Regions from separate parts of the Mus musculus genome. Here all the other regions are linked to region 3. Evidence: chromatin contacts called from public Hi-C and promoter capture Hi-C data. All regions are on one chromosome and are shown on one strand. Each heading gives the region's core, a stretch centred on a gene start, on an enhancer-like site or on the middle of the called end of the contact. The rest is flanking DNA. Distances are from core to core; before and after follow the strand shown.

Region 1 (2,796 bases), core at 173-2,672, 1.6 Mb before region 3:
TTAGTGTGATAGCCCTTGAGCGGCAACAACTAGAAGTTTTAAGCACTAACCAATAGCAGATACAAATACCCACAATGTTTCCTTTTGGATTAGTAGCGTTCACAAGATACAAAAGACACAATCAAGTAAGATTTCGCTTCCTAGTCTAGGTGTTTCTAACTCTTCCCAGCAGCCCTAGCTCCCCCTCATTGATCCACCTTTAGGCACAAGCAAGTCTTTTTTTTTTTCCCCTGAGCAGAGCAGTGACGTGGCAGGAGAGGCAGAAAATGACCCTAGAGGCTGGTGCTGGCTTGGACACCTCCTTCCTCCGCCCCTTCGTTGTCCATCCAGCACACCCTAGTTCCTGCGGAATTCCAATATAAGACGGGCTTAAGAGAGACGATCCAACTTGATCCCGAGTGGCAGCTCCGGGGCTAGACTAGATGCTGCTTGTGCATGGCAGGCTCGGTTTTGGATTGAGCTTGGGGTCGGCAGTGACTGCACTGGCGGCTGCTCCAGGACTCCTTCCCCCCTGCTCCCCAGTCACTCCTTGACACTGCCAGCGCCCCTCTTCATTCCCACACCTGCGGGCTTAGAACAGGCGTGGGAGTGGAGTTCCCGATTTAGGAAGAGCAGCGGGAATCTCCGCTTGGAGCCAAGCCCTGTGTACTTGAACCCACCGGGACCGTTTATCAACAGGTCAGAAGTTAAGTGGGGCAAGGAAGCTGGGCTCCTCCTCGGATGCCCCATCTCCTCCTCCGCACCAGCCTGACACTCAAGGCAAGAGGTCAGACCCAGGCTTCCAGAGCGACTCCCTTCAACTGCAGACACCGCGTCCACAAACTCGTGGACCCACTGGGGTAACCCCATACCTCCGTACGCCCCCCAACGACTCCCGCCCATCCCCCTCCCGTTCAGTGTCCCCCCGCAAAGGGCCAGGCTGGAGCGGCCAGGCCCCGGGGTCGTGCAGGTGAGGTGCAGATGAGGCTAACGGGAAAGGGCCCGGAGTGCGGCCACTCAGGCCGACGACACCCTCCCGCCCCCGCCCCAGCCATGGGACACACTCACTCACCGCGGGGTCGAGGCCGGGAGCTGCGGCCGGGCGGAGGGAGCGGTGGCACGGAGAACAGCAGAAGCGGCCGGGGCAGCAGAGGCCCTGATGCGGCCCGGGAGTGGCTTACGCGACCTAGATGCTCTTCTCCGGCTCAGAAGTCGGAAGACTCTCGGTGCGAGGTCGGTGCGAGGCGGCGGCGGCGGCAGCGGCGGCTTCTGGCTGCGGACGTGGCGCCTGACGCGACCCGCCCCCTCCGCAGCCTCCGGAGCTCCCGCCTCCTCCCGCGCCTCGGGTTCCGACGCGCACGCGCACTCGCGCCCCCGGCCCTCCGCCCCCCCACCTCCCGCGCCCACCGGTCGCTCGGCGCGCGCAGCCCTCCCAGCAGCCCCCGGCCAGCCTGCGCGCGCGCCTCATCCGGAGGGTCTCCCCGCCCCCTCCGCCCCGGCCACCCAATCAGAGCAGGCGAGGGGGCGCTGCCCCGGCGAGGCGCGCGCCTCCGGCCTCGCCCGAGTCTTCGGCCACTCTCCGGGCTCGAGGGAACTAACGGTTATGGGGGTTTAGAACTTCTCCCCTGAGGAGGGCGGCATGCTCGCCGGTGTCTCCCTCTCCTTCGCCCAGGGGCTTCAACCTTTAGCTGCTGCCCTAAGGGAGTGACGGGCAGGGCCTCTGTCAGTCGCTCTCCCCAGGGCGCTCTGCGAGCCTGTGTCACCGAGTGATAGGGTGAGGCGAGGCCTTGCTAATTTGTGTGGGGTTTTTGTTGTTGTTGTTGGTCCACCTGGAGTCCTTGAGCGTAAACATGTCAGGTTCGCCCTCATCACACAGCGGATGCCCAAGGCCTTTCAGGGGGCCTTGAATTTTGGTAGCGAAAGAAGGTTGGTTCATCGATGTGAGAATTGAACTGGAGAGGGAGGAAAACTGTCACTTCCTAACTAGGGCTTCGTCAGGGCCCCTCCACGTTCTTGCCAGCCTTGGGGGGAGGGGGGATCCCTGGTGGGGTCCTGTAAAGTATTGAGCAGCCTAAGAAGATGCTGTCTGGGAAGTCCTCTGGGTTCAGCGTTGCCTCTGCTTCAGATGGGAAACAGGACAGTGAGCTTCCAAGGGGGCTTGTGATAGCTGCCTAGGAAGGCTGTGAGGAGGAAGCAGAGACGTGACGAAATGGCTACCTGACTAGATAATTGCTATTAGCTTTTCCTTGACTCTCAACATCTTTAAGATAAAAATGACAATAAGTCCACCCTACACTTTTGGGAAAGATAAGAAGAGAGACTGTGGGTGTAAGGGGGCTTTACTGAGAAATTATACCAAAACGTGAGATTTTTTTTCTTTTCACGACCTAGTTATCAAGTGGAAACATACACAGGACAGGGGACCTCAATTTTTAAATGAAAGTAATCAGCGTGGTGTAACTGGATAGCAAGTGTTTATCAAGTCTCAGAAAAGGGATGCTAACAGCAACAACAAAAAATCCTGAGAGGGAGCTAACCTTGGTTCAGTTCTTAAATAGAATGAACTAGAGCTTAACCGTTATCAAATCGATGAATTAAGTCCATTCAGATCACTGTGCTGAAATTATGATAATCTTGTTTTACAGAACTAAAAGAGAATGATGATTAGGAGAGTTTGAACTGTGGTATTAACTGAGTACCAATCTTTTATTGTCATAGACTCCTGAATTCTTAATAGGATTTTAATAGGTGATTTCAAGATTGAACCCTGGGCAAAATTACAATGCAGAACTTTATAACTTTCTTTCCAAATTGACT
Region 2 (2,999 bases), core at 250-2,749, 1.1 Mb before region 3:
ACTCATAAAGCTTGGAGTTAAGTCTGCAGTTTTGGACTGGGCTACATTCTTAACTATCCTTTGCTGCATGGGCTGCAGGTCCTGTTGATTAGGAGTAGGGGAACACTGAGAAATAAGCCAAACACAAAGACAAATACTGTGTATTTTCCCTAAGAGGATCTTGGAACTCATTCTTCAAAGTCCCTGAGACAGTGAGGTTGTGATCCTACCACCTCTACATACCAAATGCTGAGATTAAAGTCGTGGGCCCCTACACCCTGTCATAGCAGGAATCAACCACGGGTGCTCTGGAAGAGCAACCAGTAGTCCTCAATCCCTGAGCCGCCCCTGGGTCCTAAGTCACTGATCAGGTCGCTCCCAATTAAACCCTTCAATGGTGCTTTACTATTCCCAGGGAGAAAGTCTAACACCTTCTAAGAGTTAACACATTTCAGAATCAGGAAGGCATCTTTTACTGCCCTCTTCCCCTAGCTCCACTAGATTTATTTGTTCCCCTGAAACAACTGATGGTGTGTCTGGGGTCATGTACAACCTGTTCCTCTGCCTGAATTTCTTCCTCGACCATCTTCAGTCCTAGATGTCCCTATTCTGTGCCAAAGATGTCAAGGTTCAGTGAGAATTTATATACCTTCTCAGGAAACAAAATCATGTCAATAACTGCACTTCCTTAGGCAGTTCACCGTGAAGCAATTATCCTTTAACTTTTAAGAATCTGATGAAAGCTATAGGGGCCCCTAAGAAAATACAAGATCAAAAATGGGGGACGAAGGGATAGTCAAGGTACTTAAACTAAACCTGCAGTCCAAAGAAACTGTGGAGTAAAAGGAAAATGATGACAAGGGTGAGATTCCCATTTACTTTTAGCACCAAAGCCGGCTATGGGACCTCAAGAACATTGCCTACGTTCTCAGGATCTCTGTGTCCTTCCAGGTGAGATCGGCAAGAAGATATTGGTTCCTGAGAGAATACACAAGGACCAATTCTTGCCAGTGCACACTTAAATTAGAAAAGCTTTACCCGAGAGCCATTCGCTAAGCTTCTAAACGTAGGACGCTACTGAGAGATCTGTACTTGCTGCTACAAACGCTCAAGAACCACACCTGGTAAAAGCTCACACACCCGGAGCTCCGAGCATGTGCAGAAGTTCTGAGCATGCGTAGAAGCCCAGGGACCCGCCCTCGTCATCCTGAAAACTCTCCCGGCAACGCCTCCTTAGTCGTCTCCAACCTCTTCCGCTGCCTGCGCTCACGGCACTTACCTCCACAGTCGGGATCGGCGCAGTCAGCTGCTCCGGAGTCAGGCTCCCGAACTCCTCGGCTAGAACATCCATTCCATTCACGGTAGAGGAAGAAGTCGGCAGAATGTTCACATCCGCCCGTGCGGCTCCAAGCAAGTAGCACGCGGAGAGTGGTGTGCGTTCTCCTCCGGTGTCCCCGTGGCGCTTGTTTACGGGGAGGCGTTTCAAAAGGTTCCGCCTGGTCAGGGCCTAACCTGCGGAGGAACCCGGAAGTGACCGAGCCGGATGTGGAAAACTACACCCACTGGTGTACTTCCGAGGTCTCGCCGGGCTAATCCTAGCCTCTTGACAGGCTCATTTCCAGTATCCCCAGAATGATTGAATACGGCAAAGTATAGTAGTTCTAACTGTATAACTAATCTGAAAAATGACTCGATAATACACATTAGTCACAACATGAACTTCTAAAGCAGAGATTTCAATTAACTCAGTCTAAACTGCTTGTATGTTGTGTAGTACAGAAGAGCAAAAGTCCTTGCTTAAATAATTGGTGGTACCTGCGTGTAATGAACAGGCATCAGCCGGGCGTGGTGGCGCACGCCTTTAATCCCAGCACTCGGGAGGCAGAGGCAGGCGGATTTCTGAGTTCGAGGCCAGCCTGGCCTACAAAGTGAGTTCCAGGACAGCCAGGGGGCAGTAAAAGATGCCTTCCTGATTCTGAAATGTGTTAACTCTTAGAAGGTGTTAGACTTTCTCCCTGGGAATAGTAAAGCACCATTGAAGGGTTTAAACGGGAGCGACCTGATCAGTGACTTAGGACCCAGGGGCGGCTCAGGGATTGAGGACTACTGGTTGCTCTTCCAGAGCACCTGGGGTTGATTCCTGCTATGACAGGGTGTAGGGGCCCACGACTTTAATCCCAGCATTTGGTATGTAGAGGTGGTAGGATCACAACCTCACTGTCTCAGGGAGTTTGAAGAATGAGGTCCAAGATCCTCTTAGGGAAAACCCAATAAATTATATTAGAATAGTTAATTAACGGTTTGGGGGAAAATATGTTTAAATCCTATGTCGATGAAATATACCTTAACAAAACACTAGAAGGAAACGTCAGAGGGACGGAGTTTGTTACCACTACACCGAATAAACGAAGGATTGCACATAATCCTCCCACGGCAGCACAGACACCTATAATCCCAGCATTTAGAAGCTAGAGGTAGGAGGGCATCCAGAAATTCAAGGGCATCCTTGGCTACCTAACAAGGTCGAGGCCAGCCTGGGCTACATGAAACCCTGTCTCCAAAGAAAAGGTAATGTATTAATAACATTGATTGGTGAAAGATTTCAAGGATGGCAACGGAGAAAGCATAAGAATTGCTAAAAGTTGTATTCCATTAATTTTTAAAAAATTAGATACACCTATAAAAAATCTCTATGAATAGTAAACACACAGTTGGTAGAAGACAAAAGGATTTGTCACTGAAATTGGAAATGAGTTCATGCAAGTCCAATGGTAAGAAAAATCCCATGGGAAGAAGAGGTAAAAGATGCCAACAGTTTTTAAATGAGTTTCAGTTTGGGAACATACAAAAATTGTGGAGATGGATGGTGTCACATGAGTGTGTACAATGCTCCTGGCCATTTAATAGTTGAACTATTTAATAGTTCACCTGTATAATTAGCACCATCTAATAATATGTGTTCTTTTTTTTTTTTAAACCTGGTCCAAGGTAATCTGCGTACAGAGTTAGCTAGTTAAATT
Region 3 (2,945 bases), core at 27-2,526:
TTTCCACTCCTTTCCCCAGTCCTGAGCATCTAAAAAACTGATTATGTCTAAATAACTGATCATTCATTCCACTTAAAGCTGAAACCCAGTATACCTTCATTCCAACTTTGGTTAGATTAAACTAAAGTAGGGACCTCAGCGCACAATGGGGGGGGGGGGGGGGAGGAGAAGGGGTGGTTACTATCCTTCCATCTAGATTTTTCTTTATGCTGACTAAGACCAATATCTTAAGATCTGCCCAGCACCCTGAACATAGTTCAACTAGATGTAAAGGCAAAACACAGTTACATAGGAATCTGTACATGGTCTAGTATCTCTGTAAAATAATTCATAATGCAGCTGTACTTTATTTTTAAAGGCATTCCTACTTTTGGGAAAGGTATGCATTTAAAAATTTCTTGGGCAACTCGCCCCAATATATCTTCTATCACACAGAAAAAACAAACAAACAAACAAACAAACAAATCAACCTCCAGAGTGTCTCTAATTAGTTTGGGTTGTCCATTTATGCTGAAACAAACTATGAGGCTTTTGGGGTTGGAAGTGATTTTAAACATAAACTTGGACTTGACGTCATGAGGCAACTGCGAAGCAGATCTGATTTTTTAAAAAGTTAAAATAGATTTAAAAACCTTTTCAGCTATTTAAAAATCAATAAAGGGCCGAGAAGGAATAAGATATTCCTATGTTGGTTGATTTTTTTTTTAAGGCCAGAAAGAGCTGTTTTTAGCTGTCTCTGTGGTTCTAAGAACGTGAATCCAAACTTCAAAAGTTGGCTTGAGAAGCAAAGAAAAACAGGAAACCGAAACGGGAACCCAGACTCTTCTAGAACTGAAGGCTGAGCATCTGGGGCAAACCCTGGGACGGGATGGACAACCCGGGAGGATGGCCTCGCGCGGGGCTCCCCAGCGATGGCACCGCTGGCCCGTCACCGATTCCGGGAGGGACGCAGGGTGCGAGTGCACGGCCAGACGCGACCACACGGTCACGCAGAGCGCCCCAGTCCCACCCAGCGGGAGGGTCCCGAGAGGGCGGCTGCGCAGCGCGGCGCCGCACCGCGCCGCCCTCCGTCCGCAGCGCCGCCCGGCCCGCCTCGCCCGATGCCGGGGCTTACTCTGAGAGCCGTCGTCCACGCGGTCGAAGTCCCAGTCGGGCGACAGAGTGTCCACGGCCATCGCCGCGGAACCTCCCACAGACACAGCCCCGAGCAGCCACAGCCGCGACGCGGGCCTCACCCCAGCCGCTGTCACGGCACGTGACTTCCGGCTTCGGCCCCGCCCCCGCACGCCAGAGCCAGTGGACTCTCGGCCCTGCGGACCGCGGGAGCCGCTGGGAAAGCGAGTCGACCGCCTGCTCCCGGCGCGGCCGCCATAGTGATGGCTGCCGTTGGCATCCTGCATCCTTTCCTGGTCTCGCTGCCGTTCACGACTGTTCTCAGGGCACATTCCGTTCCTCGAGGCTCTTTTTTTTTTATATCCTAGGGGATTACTCCCTCAGTCTAACCTGGAAAGAATGGAAATAACCGGGTGGGGCCCAACGCAAGACCCGGTCCTTCACCTGGACACTGCCCGAGCCCTTGGACCAAGATGCCTGTCTCACCAGCTCCCTTTCTGTCTTTACCCTCGCGATTCCTTGATCCCCTTGCACTTCCTGTGCAGATTATTTGTTGAGAAAAGACCTGTGTGTGTAAAAAAGTAATGACTTTAAGAACGCCACCAAGCAATCTCACTACTGGGTTTGCTTTACATAGATCACTATTCTTTCTTTCCTTGCTTTTAAGAAGGTGGGGTGGGAACTGTGTTACCCTGAGTTCTACATCTATCCTAACGTTTACACAAAACGCTTTCTATCAGGGCAGTTTTTAGTATGTACTTCTACGAAGCAGTCTAAATAGCATCAAAAAAAAAATCATAATGTAAAATTTAAGACATCCATACTCTGAACTCCTAGAAAGCTACAAAATGAAATAGGTCTCAAATGGCATTAAAGAAAAAAAAGAAAAAAAAAAAAAGGAGAGGAGTCGATTTTAGAACAATGCATATTTGCTGTAACATCTACAATCGACGTAAACGTTTATTTATGCTCATGTGTTTGCAAATGCATAGGAAGAATTCAAATCTCATTAAAGAAGACTGGATTACTTGAAAACGGGTAGGTGCTCATTAATACAAAGTGGCTCTTAAATTTTTCTTGTGTCTATTAGCTGAGTCTTTTTCAAGCAGAGTTTTAAAGTTATTTGCATTATATAAAGTACCACAAATCAATATAGAATGTTCTCTTGAAGAGCATGTTCTGAGATGCTAAGGTTTGGGCTTGGTTTTATTTTGAGACAAGATCTCATTATCGTAGCTGAGAGTCCCTGCTGCTCCTGGGCCTGTGACAAGGCTATGGAGGGAAACCTCTACAGATCTGAGCCACAAATGAACATCTTTACTTTGTAAAGTGCTTTCCTAAGTGCTGGGAATACAGGCATGTGTCACCATGCCTGGCATTGCAAAGAAATTAGAAAATGCTTTTTTTTTCTAACAAAAGTGTTTGTTACAGTGACAGCTGACAAACACATGTGGACTTAGTGTGTCTCTGGCTTCAGGGTGGCCTATTGGAATTTTCAGTTTCTGTAGCATGCAGTTCTGGCAGCCTTCTTTAGGTTCCATATGGTAGCTGTTGGCAGCTTCGGGCCCACATTATCACAAGACTAAATCTAGCCCACGAGAGAAAAAGAGCACGCTGAACTGATAACTCGAACAAAAGTCCCAGAATCAAGTCTTGCCAGCAGTGATTAGCCTTTCTTTACTTGAGCACACTTTCCAGCCAATCTCAGAAACCCAAATATCAGGAGGGGTGGACCCATTGGCTTAGTGTAGGTCACGTGCTCCACGGATGCCCTGAGCTAAGAAGAAGCAACTCTCTAGAGATCACTTAGCCTGGAAGTGGAGGAGACAACG
Region 4 (2,700 bases), core at 108-2,607, 1.4 Mb before region 3:
GAGCGGAGTAGTAGGCACAGAAGAGAAGGTCCACAGGGGCATACAGCCATGTTTCTTTCAGAGAGGGCTGATAAATAGGCAGGGGAAAGGAACAGTAAGGTACCTGTTAGGTATATGGTGTAACTTGGTGATGGATGGGTCTTCAGAGAAGAGAGTCATACAAGTCTCCCAAACAGCCTAAAGGTGTTAGGTAGGCTACTTATTAAAGCAAACATGAGAAACTGCTGAAAGGAAAAGGAAGATCTAATGGTACTTGGAGAGAGAGCTCCTCCAGAGATGAAAGTGGTATTAATAATAAGATACCGATCACTGTAGCAAAAGACCAGTGAATGGATAGTTTGAAAACCTAGGTGGGAAGGCTCTGGCTCCCAGGAATGACCTTGGGCTAGTTACTTAGCCCATCTGGAGGCTCCATTGCAAAACACAGATAATACCTCACAGGATTGCTGTCAAGATTAAATGAGATAATGAACAGAAAAGCTGTTAATGCGATACAAATAACAGGTATTATTAGGAGTTGGATTTTCTACCCACTTGCAACATATGTCCATGACCTTGGGGCGTGATTTCAGTTCTTTGCACCTCGGTTTCCTCATCTATGAAATGGGAAGGTTGATACCATCTACTTTATAAGCACTTGGAGGATATCAAAGGAGATCACATAAAAGACATCAATGCCTGGTAAACCATACAATGGTACAGGTACACAAAGACCTGCCATCGTTGCTGATATGTTTTGTGCATGACAAGGGCCGTGTTTATGCAGAGAAGCATGTATTTTCACACTATACAGGTGAGAAAGCCTCGCATGCATTTTATGCATCCAGGAACGGGGCACTGGGCAGCCGCGCATCTACAGATTCTGGGGGTGTGCCTTGCACGTTTAGGAAGAAGACCACAGGACAGGCTGCTGGGCCAGAAATCGGAGTGGGCATTATAGTGGAGGCAATGGGTAGATGCAGGATGAACGAGTGGGAAAGGCTGGGGGCACAAACACGCATGCCCAAGCCGGAAACGTTTTCGGGGGAGAGCAATGCGCATCCCCGGAATGAGGGGGATGGGGAGGATGCGAAGTGCAAGCCCCGAAGGCGGCCCGGGGGGAGGGGGGACAAGACAGCGAACGCCCGGGGCCAGAGTTCTTTACCTTGTCGCTGTAATCCCTCAGGACCCGCTCGATAGCCCCCGCCTCGCCGGCCCGGACGATGTAGAGGGCGCGCTCTTCATCCATGGCCGCAGGTGCGGGGGAGCCGCAGCCGCTGTGCGCGCCCCAGCCGCTGCCTCCCAGGTAAACGCCTCGCGCCCCCGCTACCTCGCTCCTTCCCAGCTTCCTTCCTTCCCTCCTTCCCTCCCTCCCTCCAGCCTCCAACCCGCCAGCCTCCGCCCGGGCAGGCCCTACGTCACCGCCCCTCAACTTTCACCCCGCGACGTCACCGCTCCCCCAGCAACCGGCGCCCGGAGGCCTCCCCTGACAAGGCCCGGGGCTTGGTGGAGGCCTGAGGAGCCACCAGAGACTGAGTCAGGCCCAGGCCCTGCCTACTCCCCTAGGTCTGCCAGCCTTGGGGAAGAGTTGGGCTTCGCAGCGGGCTTCCACGAGCAGAACTGTCTCTCCTAACACTCTATGAATCATTCCCCCATAGCGGACGAGAACTGGCGGGCTGTTCCCCGCCCATCTGCGAGCCTACCGCTTCTACACTACAATTCCCGACATGCAATGGGCTCATCCCACGCTGTCATCTGAGTTATTAGTGAACTGAATAGCATGCCGGAATTGGTAGTCATCCAGTGCAAAAGACTTCCCTCTTTCCAGAGGGCATGCTGGAAAATGTAGTTCCCTAAAGGCCGGAAACCAGAATCCTGCGACCGCTGGAGGCCAGAGGCGGAGGGACCCTTCGTTGGTGGGAGGGTCTAAACTGGGGTTTAACTGGGTTTTTTGTTTTTGGGTTTTTTTTTTTTTTTTTTTGGTTTTTATTTTTTTCTTTTTTCTGACCTGCACTTAGACGCGGCTGGTTGGACTTACTGACGATGGCGAAACGGCCGACCCTTGGTAGTGGCTGTCAGCGCCAGGTTGAGTTCCCTCTATGCTCAGTTAGCGGTTTCCGTCTCTGGAATGCTCACCCTCCTCACCCGGTTGCAGTCCTGTTATGCACTAGGCTACAGCAACATGGGAAATTGAACACAGTTCTTTGTGGAACCCTAAGGAATCACAACAGATAAAGAAATTTGGAGAGATCTATATATCTATATAGATATTATTTGGAGATAGATTATTAGATTATGTATATATAATTTTATATTATATGTATGTATATGTGTGTGTGTGTGTATGTACATATATACATATATATTTTATTTCTATTTTCCAGATGAAGAAATTGAAGCTCAGAATTAATGAGGCATACCTGGGATTTGAACCCAGGGAAATTAGCTCTGCACTTAGTAATTGAGAAAGTTGAGATTTGAATCCAGGTCGTTCCCAAAGATGTAAATATCACACAACCAGAGTATCCATGGAGTCAGTGGTGATGGAGGCACATATTCTCCAAGTGTTAGTTCTGTGCCAGCCACTTACATTTCATCTGGGTTCACTCAACATCTCAAAAAATTAAATATTTGAGAATTTGTGCATTGCTGGGCATTATCCAATACAGTGTGGATACAGTGGCTCCCAAAACAAGTCCCAACCTTACTGGGTGGTCTGTT
Region 5 (2,744 bases), core at 49-2,548, 1.0 Mb before region 3:
TTTATCCTGGAAAGCGTTGCCCCCGCCCCCCCCCCATCCCTGATGCCTAGTTTAACACCTGTGCTGCACACCCGGGGGGTAAGGCGCCCTTCAGCCCTGGGTCACTTCAAGTGGAGCAATGTATGAAATCCATGGGGGTAGGAAAAAGGCAGAGTAGACGGGGCGGGGTGGAGGTGGAGGTGGGATGGGGACTCCTAGCCCAGGAACCAGTGTAAGAACTGGTTGAAATTATCAGTTGGGAGGTAGGTTAACTAAGAGCTGAGAGCTGAACACCACCTTGTGCTGAGCAGCCCACTAAGGACAAAGACAAGTTGCCTGGTTTCTTTACCGTTAAGGTACCAAGACAACGATGAAAGAGGGAGGTTCCATTCTCACTGGAACCACTCAAGTGTTTCTACTCTGCTTGTAACGGTAGTTTAACAAACCCTTCTTTGTTGACTGGATTCTTGTGTTTAAACACATGATTTGGGCTTCTTGTGGTTGGGGGAGGACAGAACCTACAGTCCTGTAAAGTGCTCTACCACAGAACTACAGTCCCAGTCTAATAAACGCATTTTAGAAGTAAACATTGCGAAATCGCTCATTTAATGGAAGTTTTTCCTCTTGTACTAACGTAAACACATAACTGTGTCATCCACGTGCCACCGAATCTCGTTGCTATGTTTTGTGGCGCCACCCAAAGCAAGGCAAAGCAAGGGTCTGAGAAGGCAAGGGTCTGACCCAGATGTGACCTGAGCTGGCCTCCTGGACAGTCAAGTCCAACGGAAGTCCCAGGAGTCCTGCCCGCTCGCCCACGTTCTCTGCTCGCCCCTCCCTCTAGCAGCACCACGTTTCCTGTCAAAACAAACGTTTGGGGGAGGGGACTGCCGGGACAGAACCCAGCTCTCGAGAAACCCAGCAACAAGACCCAAACATAGGGCCGAGGCCCAGCCGGGCCCCACCGCGGCTCAGTCCCACTCCTCCAGGGACGAGGGATTGGGGACCTGACCGCACGGGGAGCCCAGAGCGTCTCGCGCCGTTGAGCACAGTCGCTGGCACGCACCCAAAGGGATGTCATCACGACCAAGCGGCCCCGGCAGAGCCTGGGCCACCACTGCCACCGTGCCCCACTTCAAGCCTTGACTCCGAGGTCAAATGTCCCGAACTCGGAGGGCACAAGGAGCCCTCCCGCTGCCATAAGGAGACGCGGTCCCCTCAGATCCCACGGCCCCTCCCCTGGGATGGGTACGCACCCCCGGATCCCGCGTAGAGACTCGAGGAAAGCTAGGTGGCGGGGGTCGCGGGGCTCTGCGTATCCCCCCTCAACCAGCGTCGCAGACAAGGGGAGACTCAGCAGTCTGTCAACTCTGGAGCCCCCCCGCAGCCCCACGCGGTATTTAAAGGGCCCAGAGGTACTCCCTGGGCGCGACCATTCGGGAAGGAACTGGAGGGGGACTATAGCACCGCGGCGCCAGAATCCAGGGCAGGGTTCTGGCGAAGATCCCTAAATTCTTGAAGAGTCTGTCTACAAAAACCATAGCTTTCTCACGTTTCTATCGTGAAGGCTGAAGAAGGCTCAGACAGAAAGCCATTTGCACACGAGAAATGTGTGCTCCCTATATTCAGTGGTGGTACGGTCCGGACCGCCAGGGGCGGGGAGAGGAGTGAACACGGAATTGGGGCAGCCTACGGCCGGGAGCGCCTGGGCTGCTGTAGGGCCTAAAGCGTTCGGAGGCGGGGCCTGGCTGTGTAAGGGCGGGGCCTAAGTGCAGCGGGTGACGCCCCCAATCCTGTTTCTTTCAGTTTACCAGGTAGGATGAAATGGACTAACTCCAACCGAACGGACAGACTTCTGGTGTCCGCTCGCGGCAGTAATATAAAAACACTACATGCCCACCTTCACAATGGCCACACACACCGGGCCAAGCGAGTCAACAACATTCCAAACAGGCTGTCCCACGCACATCAGCGTCCAACCGCGTCATCCACACGTGTCAACATGTTCTTGTAAACACGGGTCCTGATTTGCCCCTTGAATTGGACGATTGGTTTCTGGGAGCCACACCTACCTAAGCTCTCCGAAGGCTTCGCCTGTGCACAAAGATAAAGTGTCTTACTTCTTCTAAGGGTTCTTTGGCGGCGCTTATCTTGGGGAGAGTTTTCAACCAGGCTTAATGTAAATAAGTGCTGGGAGGGGCTCTTGTGTGGTCAGGCTTACTAAGCATAACTTCTCGTGAGCTTGCTTCTGGGCATAAAGAAACAGAACCACTATTTTGCCAGGTACAAGTTGGTATTACTTGTGGGTAGCGTCATACAAAAAAAATAAATGAACTTTATATAAGCTGAAATATTCCTGTTTAGGACTAAAATCATATCGGATTGTGGAGGCAAATTGTCTACTATCATTCTAGAAAGAAGAAAACCAAAAGCAGACAATAGTTTAAAGCAAGATAGAAATACAATTGTACAGCATGGACTGGTCTGAGGTTATAACCAAGTCCCTAACATTTGCCTACCCAAGAGATCTTCTTGTTCAGTGGGATAAGAATGGAACTAAAGCACTCTTAGAAGCTCACTGTTAGCTACTGAACCTAGTTGGCAAGTTATTCTGAACAAGAAAACCTACCTAGAGATTTGTATCCATTTGTATCTGTCACTCTAGAAATTACACAACCTAAAGTGGAGCCACGGCTGCTAAGAATCCTTGCTGCTCTATCATGAGGACCACAGGCAATTTCAGATCTCATCATCCACACTGGACGGCT
Region 6 (2,957 bases), core at 442-2,941, 1.9 Mb after region 3:
GAGAACACGTTACAGGCTGGATATCTGTTACCATGGTTACCATTGCATATCAACACCAAAAGTGAATCTGCTGAGACTTTCTTCCTTCTCTGGGACTCAGTTTCACATGTGAGAAATGGGCTAAATTCTCAAGCCCTTGCTGGCTGGGAGGTTCTTCAGTTTTGTGTAATCTCGGGTTAGTGGACACCAACAGTGAGCAAGGAGGGAACCCACCTTCTTGTCCTTCTCCTTGGCTTTGTCCAGGGCCTCCTGGGCACGGCTCTGGGCCTGGCGCGCCCTCTCGGCCTCTGTACGAAGCCCCCGGAGCTGCTGCTCGGCCGTGGCCAGCTGGGCCTCGGCTGCGTGCCTCTCGCTCTTCATAAACAATGCCTCACGCTGCACCTGTGGCCCAAGCCCATGCGTGACTCTCGGGACATTTAGACCCCAAAGTGGCTTGGATCCTTCGGCTCTTCCCACCCTTCCATGCTGAACTGATACCATTCCACCTCAAGGAAGGTTCTGATTCCCACCCGACCCTGGTAACATCCCGGTCCTGCCAAGAGCCACTGGCTACTGGCTGTTTGTCCCTGGACAGCTGGTTAGGCCTCTTTGTGCCCTGGTGGCCTCATTTGTGGTGCAAGCCTGTGACCCAGATACTCGGGAAGCTGAGGCAGGAGGATCAGGAGTTCCAAAGCTACACTGTGACTTCAAGGCCAAAGCAAGAACGAAAACTGTCTCACACACACACACAATCCCTTCTAAGGAAGTTTGTTCGCTTTTTTTGTTTTGTTTTGTTGAGACAGGGCCTCACTGTGAAGCTATGGGCACACAATATAGTTGGCAAAAACAAAATTTTCAACTCAGATGGGACTCAGTGGGTAGAGAGCTGGCCCAACATGCACCTCTGTGTAAACAGGTCCTACTGATGCTACACCTATCATCCCTCTAATTGGGAGGTAGACGCTAAAGGATCAGGCTTTCAAAATCAGCCTCAACCACACAAGTCTCTGCTATAAAAACAAAACAAAACACACACACACACACACACACACACACACACACACACACACACAGACCAGGGGGCTCGGGAATGGCTCAGGGTAAAGGTGCTTGCAGCTAAGCCTAATAGCCTTGGTTGGTGCTCAGGATCCACATGAGAAAGAGAGGACTGTGTCCCACAGGCTGCCATCTGACTTTCCCACCATGCCATGTGTGTGCACCACATAGAAAATAATAAATTAAAACTAAATAGAAATACTATGGGCTGGAGAAATAGCAAAGGGGGTTAGATCACTGCTCTTGCAGAAGACCAGGGTTCAGTTCCCAACACCCACGCGGTGGCTCATGTCTGTAACTCCAACATCCAGTAAATCGGACGCCCTCTTCTGGCCTCCGGAGTACTGCGTATATGTGATAGACATTCACGCAGACGCCCAGGCCCACGCGGAAATCCTCTGAAAGGACAGCCTGGCGCAGGCGCTCACCTGGAAGACCTCTGCGCTAGTCTTCTCGTGCCTGCGCGCCAGGTCCGCCAGCTGCGCCTGCAGCCGGGTCACGTGGTCGCGCAGGGCGCTCAGCGCGTGCTCGTGCTCGTCCGCAGGAACCGAGGCCCCGCGCATGCGCTCCAGCTCCTCGCGAGCGGCGTCCACGGTAGAGCTGAGTTCGGCGACCCGAGCCTCGGAGGCAGCTAGCGCTTGGCGCAACTCGGCGGCCTCTGTGCGTGCGCGCTCGCCGGTAGCCGTGGCCGTGGCCAGCAATTCCCGAAGCGCCTCTAGCTCGCGGCTCCGCCCCCGCGCCGCCTCCTCAGCCTCTGCAAAACGGCCCCGAGCAGCCTCTAACTCGGCCGCAGCCTCCCGCTCCCTTCTGCGTAGCGCCTCCTCCAGACCGCGGATCCGGGTCTCCAGCTCGGCCTGCAGCGCCGCCGCCGCCGCCCCCGGGTGCAGGATCGCAGCGCAAGGGTCCTCCGTGCCGCTGGTCTCGGCTTCCGTAGTCTCTGTCACAGTGGCCTGTGCCCCCGTGGGCTCCATAGCTGTGTCCTGCGCTCCGGTGCAGTCTGCCTCCGTGGCCTGCCAGCAATCGGCCTGCGCTCCTGTGGCCACCTGGGTGGTGTCCTTGACTCCTATAGCTTCTATCGCTGTGGTCTGCACTCCTGTGACCTTCACTCCTATGACCTCCGCCACTGTGGCCTGCACTCCAGTGGTCTTCACTGCCTTAGCCTCTAATCCTGTGGCCTGAATTCCTGTATCCCGCACTCCGATGGCCTCCATGTTTCTAATCACTGTACCTGTGAGCCCTGCCTGTGCCAACACATCCACCTCATCAGCTTTCATTCCTGGATTCTCTTTTCCTCCTGTATCTTCGGCAGCCACTGGCTCACTTTCGGCATTGTCACCTAGAGCTTTCACATTTAGGGCCTCAGCCATAGTAGCACTAGTGTCCATTTCCTTGGCTGCCAGTCTGTCTTTCCCCGTGGCCTCTGAACCTGCAGCCTCGGGTTCTATGGGTGCTGCTTCTGAAACCCCTGCTTCAGTATTCCAGACACCCTTGGAGCCTCCTGCTTGGAGTTCCATTCCATTTGCTTTGGTTTCTGCATATGTGGTGCCGTTGAGGTCTGGGACGCTGGGTCCATTCTGGATAGTGATTCCCTTATCCTTGATTTCCTGGTATGCTGTCTCTTCTCCTTCTTGAGCCCTGGGTGGCTCCCCCTCCTGCTGCTGCTGCTGCGAATGCATGGCCTCTGTGTATTGCCTCCGAAGCTGCTCAAGCTCTGCCCGTAAGGATTCATACAAGACCAGGGGGACGACCTCGGCCTGACTTTCTTCTGCCATCTGCGCCTCATCCTTTTCAAACTCCTCAAGGATCTGGGGGTGGGGAGGCAGGCAGGCTAAGAGGTGGGCTCACCATGTTCCCTGCCCACCCCGAGGTCTGCAGAGATGTCCACTGCCTCAGTTTCCCCACCTGGACCTTTTCCAGCAGCT
Region 7 (2,921 bases), core at 238-2,737, 1.9 Mb after region 3:
CATCCACCCACCCATCCACCCACCCATCTACCCACTCACCCATCCACCCACCCATCTACCCATCCATCCATCCATTCACTGATCCCACCTCCTCTACTAATCAGGTTCACTTTCACCCCACACCTACCACCAAGGGTGGGTGACAAAACACCCAAAAGAGTTGTCCACATGCTACCAGTCTGAAGGAAATCGCCACGGCAAGGTGGCAGGGAAGGCCTGTGGATTTAAGGGTTTGCCTTCTGAAGAGGTGACACAGCACAGGTGACGCTGCGCACTGGGCCTGGGCCTTGGCTCCCGCGTGGGATGTGTGCACCTGTCACAAGTGTGCAGATGCGTGTGTTCATACTGTTGCAGGTAGCACCCCTCACCAGCACCCAGACTTCCCTGGCCTCCCTCACCCACATCCCCCTACCTCAGGCGACTCCAGACCGGAACCCAGCGTCCAAGCAGCCTCTCTGGTTACCCGCTCCAGCTGCGAGCCACCAGCAGCAGAGTAGAGGTGACACCCGATCAGGTTGGGGTGGGGGAGCGGGGGACGGATGAGCCAAGGGAGGAGACAAGCTGCTGTTAGCCAGCTTGCTCAGATGGGCAGCCCCAAGGACGGCCTCTCCCACCTCCTTGTGTGCTCCTGCCTCCTCGAAGCCTTTCTTGGGGTCTCCACGGGGATCAGGAGGCTTCGGTTGTTATATGCTGCCATTGACCCATCACATGGCTCCTGTGTCTGTTGATTACCAACAGGCAGAATGGTCAGATAGTGCCTCCCATCTCTAGATGGCCACGGAAGCAGGGCTCTTCACCTCTCTCCTTGCATCTCTGGGCACCTCTGGGTAACACGTGGAACTCGCCCAGTTCTGTGGACCTAACCCTATGCTCTGTGATATTCCGGGAGGTGCACTCCAGAAACTAACCCAGGAAATGTTGGCAGGGGGCCCAGAGGTCTTTCCTCTGCCCAAGAACCCCAGTTTTCCATTCATTCTCTCCTGTAGCCAGAGTCAGGCAGACCCTGGATGACAGTCACAAAGGTTAGGGTATCATGTAGCCTAGCGTGGCTTCGAACTTTCTGTCCCCTCCTGCCAGTGCTATAAGCACTCCGGGCAGGGCTCTACACACTGAGAACTGTGGATTTTTGTTTTGCTTTGTTTGGTTTCATTTCTGGGTTTTGCTGATGTTGTCTCTTTTGAAACAGGGAGTTGGTCTGGGACTCGCAATCCCCCTGCCTCGACTCCTGTGAGTGGCCTCATCACTTTTCTGGCTCTGGTCGCGGATCCCAGGACTGGGGAATCCACTAAGTCAGAGAGGTAGTCTCGGCCAGCACTGAAGACTAAGCTTGCTGCATCAGGAGGGCGCATGCGCTCTGGAAAGAATGCTGTTTTTCACCTCCACGTACCCACCCCACCCTCAGGCACGTATCTAGGGAAGGCGGCTACTCTTTCCCGACCGTCCCTTCACCACTTCCGGCGGAAGCGGCCTCAACAAGGGAAACTTTATTGTTCCCGTGCGGCAGCGCCGGCGACGATGTCGGTGAATTATGCAGCAGGGTTGTCGCCTTACGCGGATAAGGGCAAGTGCGGGCTGCCCGAGGTGAGAGCTGCAGTGTTCGAGTCACCGAATGACCCCAGACGGGGAGCGGCCGGGCGAAGCGGGGCATTGTGGGAACAGCATGAAACATAGAGTCTAGACAATGGGAGGGACTTCCCTGGAAGGAGGGGGCGGGAAGTGACACCCACTGCTCAGGCTGGGTGACACGGAGGAACCTGGGTCAGGGAAGGAGTGAGGGGCTAATGGGAACGAGACCAAATCGTCAGGTCAGGGAGTGGACGTCTTAATTGTCAGGGAAAACCTGGAGCTGTGGGAAGATCTGCAGGGCCGGAAGCTGGCACCCTTTCCTGGGGGCATCCCTGTACCCCACTCTGTACTCCTCCCTGAATCTGGGCCAGATGGATCCTGAGTGTGGGGCTGTCAGTCTTTGTTGTTTCTGAAGGGGTGTAGTAGGGTGGAGGGTTCTCTCTTTGTAGCCCAGGCTGGCCCCGAACTCACAGGAATCTTCCTGCCTCTGCCTCCCGAGTACTGGTGTTAAAGGCCTGCGACACCATGCCCTGCCTGCCTCATGTTAACGGAGCCCCTAGACAAGTAGAGCTGCATCTTGATTTAGGGGAGAGAGGTGGGTTATCTAAAGTCCAGGATGGGGGATGACGTCAGTGGGGAGGTCACGTGGGCCACAACCAGACCAGGACAAAGGAGTGGCTGCCTGCAGGAACAGCACTCTGGGAAGAGGGCTCGGCATGTGCAAAGGCCCTGGGGTAGGACACAGCGATGTGTTAAGAGTGTGGCTGGAACTGAGGGATGTTGAGAAGGGGCAGACAGAGCATTGACCCACAGGAGGCCTGCCACTTGGGAGGTCACGTGTTGCCTCCTCCTGCCCTCTGACCCTACAGATCTTCGACCCACCAGAGGAGCTGGAACGCAAGGTGTGGGAGCTGGCCCGGCTAATGTGGCAGTCCTCCAGCGTGGTTTTCCACACGGGCGCCGGCATCAGCACCGCCTCTGGCATCCCCGACTTCAGGTCGGTGAACAATGAGGGGAAACTGAGGCAGGGCTCTTGCTGATACACCTCTAGGGACTAAGGTGAGGTGGCAGAAGGACCTTTCAGTTTTCCTATGTCTCTGAAAGGCCCAGCAAAAACTCCACTTGCCCAAGGATCAGAGCATGCCCACATAATGTAGTAGCTGCAAGGCATGCTGGGAAATGTATTCATGCAGCTCGGCCAGCCACTGGGTTTTCTAGGGTCAGAATGACTCAATGTTGTGGAGTGACTAGCTCACCCATAACCTTCGGTGGCAGCCTATGACCACTGTAAAGCATTCTGGGAACCCGCAGCCGGTCTTAACCAGTACTCAGCCCCAGCTCCACTAGCTCCCCTG

What was found. Promoter capture Hi-C pulls out the DNA fragments that hold promoters and counts their contacts. A called contact is a pair of places that touch in the nucleus more often than the background predicts. Capture Hi-C pulls out chosen DNA fragments and counts their contacts.
Region 1: a contact with region 3 is called in a promoter capture Hi-C map of adipose tissue, with 2.5 times the contacts expected there. The contact joins the promoter of Tmem263 here to the promoter of Washc4 in region 3. A contact is called at or near these places in 3 of 39 promoter capture datasets (hippocampal neurons, liver and pre-B cells), 1 of 115 datasets of contacts at active chromatin or transcription factors (astrocytes) and 1 of 9 other capture datasets (adipose tissue).
Region 2: a contact with region 3 is called in a promoter capture Hi-C map of adipose tissue, with 3 times the contacts expected there. The contact joins the promoter of Polr3b here to the promoter of Washc4 in region 3. A contact is called at or near these places in 6 of 39 promoter capture datasets (3T3-L1-derived adipocytes, embryonic stem cells, hippocampal neurons and 2 more), 1 of 484 Hi-C or Micro-C datasets (CD4 T cells) and 1 of 9 other capture datasets (adipose tissue).
Region 4: a promoter capture Hi-C map of adipose tissue shows a contact between it and region 3. The contact joins the promoter of Ric8b here to the promoter of Washc4 in region 3. A contact is called at or near these places in 5 of 39 promoter capture datasets (cranial neural crest, frontonasal cranial neural crest, hippocampal neurons and 2 more), 1 of 484 Hi-C or Micro-C datasets (B cells) and 2 of 9 other capture datasets (adipose tissue and liver).
Region 5: a promoter capture Hi-C map of liver shows a contact between it and region 3, with 7 times the contacts expected there. The contact joins the promoter of Tcp11l2 here to the promoter of Washc4 in region 3. A contact is called at or near these places in 2 of 39 promoter capture datasets (hippocampal neurons and liver), 2 of 484 Hi-C or Micro-C datasets (nephron progenitors and uterus), 1 of 115 datasets of contacts at active chromatin or transcription factors (fibro-adipogenic progenitors) and 1 of 9 other capture datasets (adipose tissue).
Region 6: a contact with region 3 is called in a Hi-C map of B cells, with 5 read pairs. The contact joins the enhancer-like site here to the promoter of Washc4 in region 3. A contact is called at or near these places in 3 of 39 promoter capture datasets (embryonic stem cells, liver and pre-B cells), 1 of 484 Hi-C or Micro-C datasets (B cells) and 1 of 115 datasets of contacts at active chromatin or transcription factors (large pre-B cells).
Region 7: a Hi-C map of B cells shows a contact between it and region 3, with 8 read pairs. The contact joins the promoter of Sirt6 here to the promoter of Washc4 in region 3. A contact is called at or near these places in 2 of 39 promoter capture datasets (liver and pre-B cells), 1 of 484 Hi-C or Micro-C datasets (B cells) and 1 of 115 datasets of contacts at active chromatin or transcription factors (astrocytes).

What each region holds. Positions count from the first base shown.
Region 1 is chr10:85,101,253-85,104,048 of GRCm38.p6, reverse strand. Tmem263 (transmembrane protein 263) reads right to left here and starts at 1,422. Exons shown (of 3, transcript NM_001013028.2): 1 at 1,052-1,422. It overlaps Fhl4 (four and a half LIM domains 4), which reads left to right and starts at 1,554. Exons shown (of 2, transcript NM_010214.4): 1 at 1,554-1,753.
Region 2 is chr10:84,620,798-84,623,796 of GRCm38.p6, reverse strand. Polr3b (polymerase (RNA) III (DNA directed) polypeptide B) reads right to left here and starts at 1,499. Exons shown (of 28, transcript NM_027423.2): 1 at 1,259-1,499. The coding sequence starts at 1,330. Gm17249 (a long non-coding RNA gene) reads left to right here and starts at 1,152. Exons shown (of 2, transcript XR_380645.4): 1 at 1,152-1,600; 2 at 2,339-2,999.
Region 3 is chr10:83,542,272-83,545,216 of GRCm38.p6, reverse strand. It overlaps Washc4 (WASH complex subunit 4), which reads right to left and starts at 1,276. Exons shown (of 33, transcript NM_001033375.2): 1 at 1,115-1,276. The coding sequence starts at 1,175.
Region 4 is chr10:84,916,270-84,918,969 of GRCm38.p6, reverse strand. It overlaps Ric8b (RIC8 guanine nucleotide exchange factor B), which reads right to left and starts at 1,357. Exons shown (of 10, transcript NM_183172.2): 1 at 1,145-1,357. The coding sequence starts at 1,228.
Region 5 is chr10:84,575,501-84,578,244 of GRCm38.p6, reverse strand. It overlaps Tcp11l2 (t-complex 11 (mouse) like 2), which reads right to left and starts at 1,298. Exons shown (of 10, transcript NM_146008.2): 1 at 1,233-1,298.
Region 6 is chr10:81,642,400-81,645,356 of GRCm38.p6, reverse strand. It overlaps Ankrd24 (ankyrin repeat domain 24), which reads right to left. Exons shown (of 20, transcript NM_001374016.1): 16 at 2,938-2,957; 17 at 1,464-2,840. Among named protein-coding and RNA genes, the nearest start is that of Gm10778, 5.2 kb to the left of the region's middle. Within about 2 kb of position 1,691, at least 419 of the 459 cell types and tissues checked have an H3K27ac peak or open chromatin away from gene starts, as enhancers often do. A contact at or near this core is called in B cells, embryonic stem cells, liver and 1 more, where this site is marked.
Region 7 is chr10:81,626,132-81,629,052 of GRCm38.p6, reverse strand. It overlaps Sirt6 (sirtuin 6), which reads left to right and starts at 1,487. Exons shown (of 8, transcript NM_181586.4): 1 at 1,487-1,581; 2 at 2,436-2,563. The coding sequence starts at 1,516. It also overlaps a transcript of Ankrd24 not described here.